Linked DNA regions of Danio rerio: region 1 is linked to region 2. Evidence: chromatin contacts called from public Micro-C data. All regions are on one chromosome and are shown on one strand. The core of a region is the stretch at or near the end of the contact, and the rest is flanking DNA. Distances in the headings are between cores, read along the strand shown.

What was found. Hi-C and Micro-C count contacts between places; a contact is called where the count stands out from the background.
Region 1: a contact with region 2 is called in a Micro-C map of caudal fin, with 3 times the contacts expected there. The contact joins the enhancer-like site here to the promoter of si:ch211-39i2.2 in region 2. A contact is called at or near these places in 2 of 18 Hi-C or Micro-C datasets (caudal fin and hematopoietic stem cells) and 1 of 4 datasets of contacts at active chromatin or transcription factors (caudal fin).

Annotation. Positions count from the first base shown.
Region 1 is chr14:8,394,333-8,398,417 of GRCz12tu, reverse strand. The region is part of intron 1 of ppp3cb (protein phosphatase 3, catalytic subunit, beta isozyme); the gene reads left to right. Among named protein-coding and RNA genes, the nearest start is that of ppp3cb, 43 kb to the left of the region's middle. Within about 2 kb of position 2,332, at least 4 of the 62 cell types and tissues checked have an H3K27ac peak or open chromatin away from gene starts, as enhancers often do. A contact at or near this core is called in caudal fin, where this site is marked.
Region 2 is chr14:8,283,373-8,287,305 of GRCz12tu, reverse strand. It overlaps si:ch211-39i2.2, which reads left to right and starts at 2,536. Exons shown (of 2, transcript NM_001258317.1): 1 at 2,536-2,763. The coding sequence starts at 2,607.

The DNA.
Region 1 (4,085 bases), core at 1,083-3,582, 110 kb before region 2:
CTCATGGGTTGTGATGTTAGGTTGGAGTGTCAGGGTGAAATTAGTGTTAAAGATTAGAGACAGGATTGGATTTGAACCGCAAATGAAGTGCTTTGCACATACCTGGCAACCCAGATTGGCCTTTTTGTTGAAAGTGTGATTCTGTTGCGCGTGTGACATAACTGCCTTTTTTTTCACTGGAGTTCAACAGCTTCTGCATCCAACAAAGGCTACACATATTAACCACGGCTCATAACCATGCAATGGAATAGCACTTTAGATACAGTTGAAGTCAGAATTATTAGCCCCCCTGAATTATTTGCCCTTGTTTATTTTTTCCCCAATTTCTGTTTAACGGTAAGCTGATTTTTTTTTCAACACATTTCTAAACATAATAGTTTTAATAACTCGTTTGTTATAACTGATTTATTTTATCTTTGTCATGATGACAGTAAATAATATTTGACTAGATATTTTGCAAGACACTTCTATACAGCTTAAAGCAACATTTAAAGGCTTAACTAGGTTAATTAGGTTAACTAAGCAGGTTAGGGTAATTAGGCAAGTTATTGTATAATGATGGTTTGTTCTCTAGACAGTCAGAAAAAATATATAGGTTAAAGGGGCTAATAATTTTGACCTTAAAATGGCTTTTGAAAAATTAAAAACTGCTTTATTCTAGCCAAAATAAAACAAATAAGACTTTCTCCGGATGAAAAAACACTATCAGAAATACTGTGAAAATTTCCTTGCTCTGCTAAACATTCATTCATTTTCTTTTCGGCTTAGTCCCAAAGCACCCAGAGGAAACCCACGCGAACCAGCGATCCAGCAACTTTCTTGCTGTGAGGCGACAGCACTACCTGCTGTGCCACTGCGTCGCCCATACCAGAAACGCCCAACATTGGGCTCGAACCCACAACCCTGAGATTAAGTCTCATGCTTTATGCCGAGTTCAGACTGCATGATTTTCAAACTAGTCGTGTCACAGATGTTTTCACACTGCATGACTATCTGGGCTAGCGTTTCGTCGCTACTTTGTTTACACTGCAAGATGGTTCGGCGACATGGACATTCACATTGCAGGACTTTACTATATGGAGAATCGGCAACAACTTCGTCCAAACTACGTCTCACAGCCAAAAACATGTAGTATGTCTTTTGTTATTAACTACATAATGAGAAAGAAGCATTTAATGGGGTAGAACATGTACATGTTTGCTCACCTGGGTTTAAAGGGAATTAGCCATTTCTCCTCAACGTTGATAATAAACTAATTTCTTTCTGTATGAAATGTCAAACAGACACGGTTGCTCCTGAGTCCTGTCAAACCTCCACTAGTTTTTCCTCTATTTCGTGGGTCCAAATAAACCGAAAAAGAGCGCTTTTAACTTCTCCCCCAGCCTCCCGCTGGCCTGCAGCAGGTATACACACACGCACACACAAGTGAAAGCTGCTCTCTCATTGGCTGTAGGCGATCGCTGATGTTATTTTCAGTCAAAACTCAATTCACACAGCATGATTTGAATCGCCGACAGCTCCAGATATTTAGCACGACAAATATCTCACAGGCATCGGCGACTCATCAGCGATTCTCTCAGATCGCGTCTTTGATCGTTCATACTGTGTGATTGTCACTCACCTGCACGAGCAGCGATTTGCCTGTGATTTCAGGCATTTGTCGGCGATTTCTCAAAACCTGTCGGCGAGCCAAAATCGGGGCTAAAATCACGCAGTCTGAACTAGGCATTACCGACTGAGCTAGCCTGTTAAACAACATTTAGATAAGAAAAATAAATTCAAAGGAGGGCTAATAATTCTGACTTTAACTGTATGCTGAAAGTCATAGTCGTCGTTAACACAAATGGAGTTAGGACATGTGAAGTATTCCTATTTTAGACCTTTTAAACACACACAGTTAGATCACATGCAAAGTCGATGCAAATGACATAGAATATGCAGCACATTCGCCACAATTAGTGGAATTTGCCTCAATCGTTCAAATAATTCAAAGATAATTTGCAGGTAAAAAAAACATCCATCAGGTAACCTATAGAAACTAATGCGATGCTCTGCGTCATGTGCAGACTTTATCTAAGCACAGTTTAAGATATTACTGAAATACAACCTGAAAAGGACATTAGCTTTTCATTTTATTTGATTTCTCTCAGGCAGTAACGATCGAGACGAGGATTGTTCTTCCTTTAAGATAATTTGCACAAAACGATCGCGTTCACATGCGTGGCTTTGCACGAGTCACATTTTTTCACGAGAGCGTGTGTGCGTTTATCACGTGCACGTGAATGCTTGTGGAGCTGGCAGTGTGTGTGTGTATGTGTGTGAGCGCAGTGCATTTGCCTGAGGAGACAGTGTTATGTAAGAGATCTCTGCTGCATACTGCACTTCAATAATACAGCCATACTGCTAAATAAAGGCACACACACACTGTACGCACATGCAAGAACAAATCATTTACAGGGCTGATCAGATTCTCAGGACACCCATTCTGTCATCAACAGGAAAGAAAAATCACAATTGAGATCTCTTTGACTGCGCCAGGGTTTCAGCTAGACTGAATGGAGATTAAACTGAGAATAAATGGAGAGACACAAGTGTAGACTCTTCTGCTTCGTGGGTATTTCTCCTGGTCAACAACAAAGATCTAGTTATTTCATGAGTTTTAGAACACAGTGTTTCAAACTATGCTCGTTTTTGTTTAACCACATATGTATTTGTCCAATGGTGAAATGGTGGCTTAGTGGTTAGCACAGCAAGAAGGTTGCTGGTTCGAATCCCGGCTGGGCCAGTTGGCATTTCTGTGTGGAGTTTCTATGTTCTCCCTGTGTTGGCGTGGGTTTCTGAGTGCTTCGGTTTCCTCCACTGTCCAAAGACATGCACTATTGGTGAATTGGATGTACTAAATCTGCTGTAGTGTATTGGTGTGTGAATGCGAGAGTGTATGGGTAAAACATATGCTGGAATAGTTGGCATTTCCTTCCACTGTGATGACCTCTGATAATCAGACACTAAACTGAAGAAAACTAATGAGTGAATAAAATATTGAGCTATTCCCATATTAAATAATACAACAAAACAAAGAAAATAACTAGGTTTGCAGGAAAAAACATATTATTTGCAATTCTGTCTTCTGTTGACTTGCATCAACTCACAAATTTACCCCAAAAAAGATTATCTACATGCTAATTAACATTATAATAGGCAGTGGCGCAGTAGGTAGTGCTGTCGCCTCACAGCAAGAAGGTCGCTGGTTCGAACCTCGGCTCAGTTAGCGTGGTGGAGTTTGCATGTTCTCCCTGCCTTCGCGTGTGTTTCCTCCGGGTGCTTCGGTTTCCCCCACAGTCCAAAGACATGCGGTACAGGTGAATTGGGTTAGCTAAATTGTCCGTAGTGTACGAGTGTGTGTGTGTGAATGTGTGTGTGGATGTTTCCCAGAGATGGGTTGCAGCTGAAAGGGCATCTGCTGCGTAAAAAACTAGCTGGATAAGTTGGTGGTTCATTTCGCTGTGGCGACCCCTGATTAATAAAGGGACTAAGCCGACAAGAGAATGATTGAATGAATACCAAGAAAATGTTGTCGGAAAAAAAAGTCAACTGAGAAAGACTTTAAAGACTGCACACTTTTGTCAAGACCTGTGGATAGTCAAAAAGAAAAAAAAATAAGAGCTAACTGGAATAAAATCTAAGCATCAGGAATGAGGTACTACCCTGCTGAAAAATCCAGCTTAAACCAGCCTAGGCTGGTTGGCTGGTTTTAGCTGGTCGACCAGCCTGGTTTTAGAGGGGTTTTGGCCATTTCCAGGCTGGTTTCCAGCCATTTCCAACCTGGTCTTAGCTTACCAGGGTGGAAAATGACCAGCCAAATCCAGCTAAAACCAGCTTGGTTTAAGCTGGTTATAGCTGGTTTTGGCTGGACTCCCAGCTTGGCTAGGCTGGTCAAGCTGGTTTTAGCTGGTCATCTCCCAGCATTGACCAGCTAAGACCAGGCTGGAAATGGCTGGAAACCAGCCTGGAAGTTGCCAAAACCCCTCTAAAACCTGCCTGGTCGACCAGCTAAAACCAGTCATCCAGCTTAGGCTGGATTAAGC
Region 2 (3,933 bases), core at 1,287-3,786:
GAAAAGTGAGTGTTGTTTTCTACACTATAAAAAATGACTGGTTGTCTAACATTTTTAACTTTAAATTCCGAGTTAGTAGCATAAATACCTCGGTTTAAATAACAAAACATGTTATGACTTACAATTGGTCATATAATTTTTGTAACCATGTAGAGTGAAATAAATAGAGAACTAAACGACAGCTAAAAATCTAAATATATGAGTGGAGTCTATTTTGAGGTCAGATGAATGCATTTTTCTTAACAGCTGATTCAGACACAGTCACATTCTAAGCTCGGTTAAAGGTTACCAAATGCTTTCTTCCTCGTTCACACAGTCAGGAGATTCAGGTTCAGGTTTAGTCTCTCCTGATTTACATATTTAACTTCTCGGCGCTTCTAGAAAACTCTAGGTAGTTCCTCATTATGTGGGCTACGACGGTTCATTGGGTGTGACGTCACAGCTAGGGTAATGACAAGGAACAAAGGTGAAGTCACGAGAAAAAGTCCCTCGACGACGTGACTCACAGACAGCAAACAGACAGAGAAGATGATTTCACACATGCCAGAAAGACGAGAAAAACTCTTTCTGAAAGCAAAAATACACACGTTCTAAAGTTGTAAATACAGATTGATTCACAAGAAACACTCTTTTGCCTGGCTGGTTCAGACCAAATGCGAAATTAAGAATTGGCGCTTGTAGATTAATCAATGCAAAATGGCGCAAATTTTGCGGCACAGTGACGCCTTTGTTATTTAGCCTCATTCGCGTTTACAGTTGAAACAATAAACTCAAGCGAAAAATTGAGGTGAAAAACATTATTTCTGGCATCATTTTATTTCTAAATGTAAACGCCTTTGTAAATTTGCCTCAATCACGTTTACCATTAAAACAATCAACTCAAGTAAAAGTAGAGGTAAAAAAAAAACATGGTTATTCCTGGCGTCATTTTATTCCTAAAAGTAAATGCCATTACGATTTAACACAGCACATTTTCATGTTTAATTCATTGTGTTTCTTTGAAATTGCGTGCGAAATTAATGAGCAATTCTGATTAGGCATACGGCTTTTTTTGACAACAGCAACACATTGTATTCTTTTGAGATACTATTATTAAAAGAAAAAAATATATTGAAAGATAATTCATTGGATTTCCATTTCAAGTGTTTGCAAAGAATTTATTTGGGTTGAGTTTAAACAAGTTACATTATTTAATTTGTTTAAATTTAGCACACAAAGCAACAGAAGATATCACTCTTTTCAGTGAATGTTTACATGAAAATAATGTAATGAGATTAAATAAGTTATTTAGTTCATTTTTTTTTATAAAGACTGAGGCTATAAGTCAAAGCTATTTTCAGAGGATCTGCTGCAAACAGCTAAATGTTCTGTGTATTATATATTATAGCAACCTAGACATTGGTGATAGCTACGGGTTTTTTTTTTTTTTTCTTTCGTAACAATTACAGACTCATTCTAGTGACGCACTGCATGCTTTTACTCTAGACATGTTTTTGCTTGATTTTTTTCCAAAGTGGGTGACTATTAAGAATAATTGTAAAACCTTGTCTTAAGATGATTCCAAACCATAAATATCCTTCTCATTCAAACACAAAACAAGCCTTTGCTGGTCCACGCTGACTTAACAATTGAAATCAATGGAGAGTAAGAGACAGCCATATTTGGGTGAACTGTTCCTTTAAGTTGAAAGGGCCGCTAAACTGGATTTTACTGGCTGCCTTTCTGGTCATGTGAATCTCACCTGTGAATAATCACATTTCATACTTACTGGAAATCACTTGGCTATATAGTACTATAGGCTACATTGGTGTGTTTTGTCATTAACAAATTATATATATATATAATTTTTTTTATTTTTTTAAACTTAACAACACATGTTTTATAGAACTTATAGATACATTTTTCTAATGAGTATCTACTTAAGATTAGATCATTAAAACCCAGAAAAATTATATATGGCATTATGATAACAAGCACTAGCAAGCATCCGTTACACTTCTAAAACCTAAAACTGTAATCATTATTTTTTATAAAGTACGTCATATAGTTGAAACCAGATAACTCTAAAAAATGTCTGATGGTAAATCATACTAAACTTTTAATGTTTTAGGTCCGTTAAGATTACCTAAATGATTTACATCATGATTTACAATGCCAGAATAATACAAATTGTTCTTTTTTTATTATTATTATTCTTTTTGGTTTATTTCTAGACAGTCAGAAGTGTGCATGTCCCTGGCATTTTCTGCCAGGGACACAATACTGGCGGTTCATTCCGCTGCGGTGACCCCTAATGAATAAAAAGGACTGAGCCGAAAGAAAACGAATGAATAATACAACACAATACAATCAGCAGTATAAACGCAAGAAGTAGTAATGTTGCATGTACTCTAGTAGTCTGACGATGGTCACGTGTTCTCATCATGTCGCCCATCCCACAATCTCCAGCTGATGCAACAACAGCGCTCACTGCTCAGTATATAACCCGGCAGCTAGGAGGAAGACGGCGCTTCTCAACCTTACGCATTCATGGAAGAAACAAAGAAACCGTCAGTGGAAGAGTTAGGTGAGGTCTCGGGGAAACAGTCGGAGGAAATCACGCTAAAATGGTCTATACACAAGCTCTGGTGTTCGGCATGTCCGTCAGGAATGAGCCGGAAAACCTAACGCTGGCGGAGGACCTAAGCCTCATCCCGGGGCTCAGAGGAGACGGAGAGCCGCTCCAGCACTGCGGTAGACTCATGAAGGCACAAAGCTTCTCCAGTAAGTTCACTCACTCCTGAAGTATAATGAAAAACACTATTGGGGAAACTGGCTCATGTTGGCACAGTCGCTAAACATTTTGTAATATAACGCCAAAAGTTTTAACTTTGTATGTTGGTTTTAAATATTGGATTTCAAAATTGAGGGGAGACTGGGAATCACAATGACTGTATAGTTCACCCAAACGTGAAGTTTTGTAATTTAGCTACTCGTTACACATTTGATTTTTTTTTTCGTACACACAAAAATTGGGGTAAAGTTGGTTTTATATTCTGACTGTTACGACCTCTTGATGTTAGACTAGGTATTGAAGTAAATAACATTTATATTGTGACAGTTTTGTGTAATATGGGAGAAGAACCTTGCATCAAGCAAAATACGGCCAAAAAGATAATTTATAGTACAAAAATCAAAGCTAAACAGAAAATAGTAATGATAAAGAAGAATAATATAGATAACAACAACGAAAATTAATTATATGCAACTTTTATAATAACCAAAATAATCCAAAAATAATAAACCATGCAGGGGAGGACAAAGTGGTGCTGAAAGAAAAGAAAATAACAAAAACGAAAATCAAACTACCTCAACATAATCCTTTAACCTAACTGAAAACAAAATGATCGAAAGCAAGTCATCGGTGTTTACACGCCCTAACTTTTTCTAAATATAATTTAAGAAAAGTATTGTTTTGCTAGTTTTAAATAGAGAAATCATGCTAACAGCCAATGACTATCAAAATACAAAATTGTTCAGTCAAATAAATCGTGCTTATGTTGATTTTGAAGTCATACTTGTAAGCGATTTCAGACCAAACTTATTAAATATCTAGTACCATGGTAAGCAATATAAGAACAGTTTCACAAGTTGTCAATGAAAGAATGTGCGAATATAAAATTTCACATTTGAATACAATACTTCACCTCAATACAAAAAAAAGTATTATTATTATAATATATGATTACTATTTGGTTATATTAAATATGTACTAAACAATGTTTATAACCCATAAAATACTTGTATAAAATCTAGGTTTATGGACAAATATTTGAAACCATTAAACCACGTATCTATCTATCTATCTATCTATCTATCTATCTATCTATCTATCTATCTATCTATCTATCTATCTATCTATCTATCTATCTATCTCGTATTTAAATGTCATTT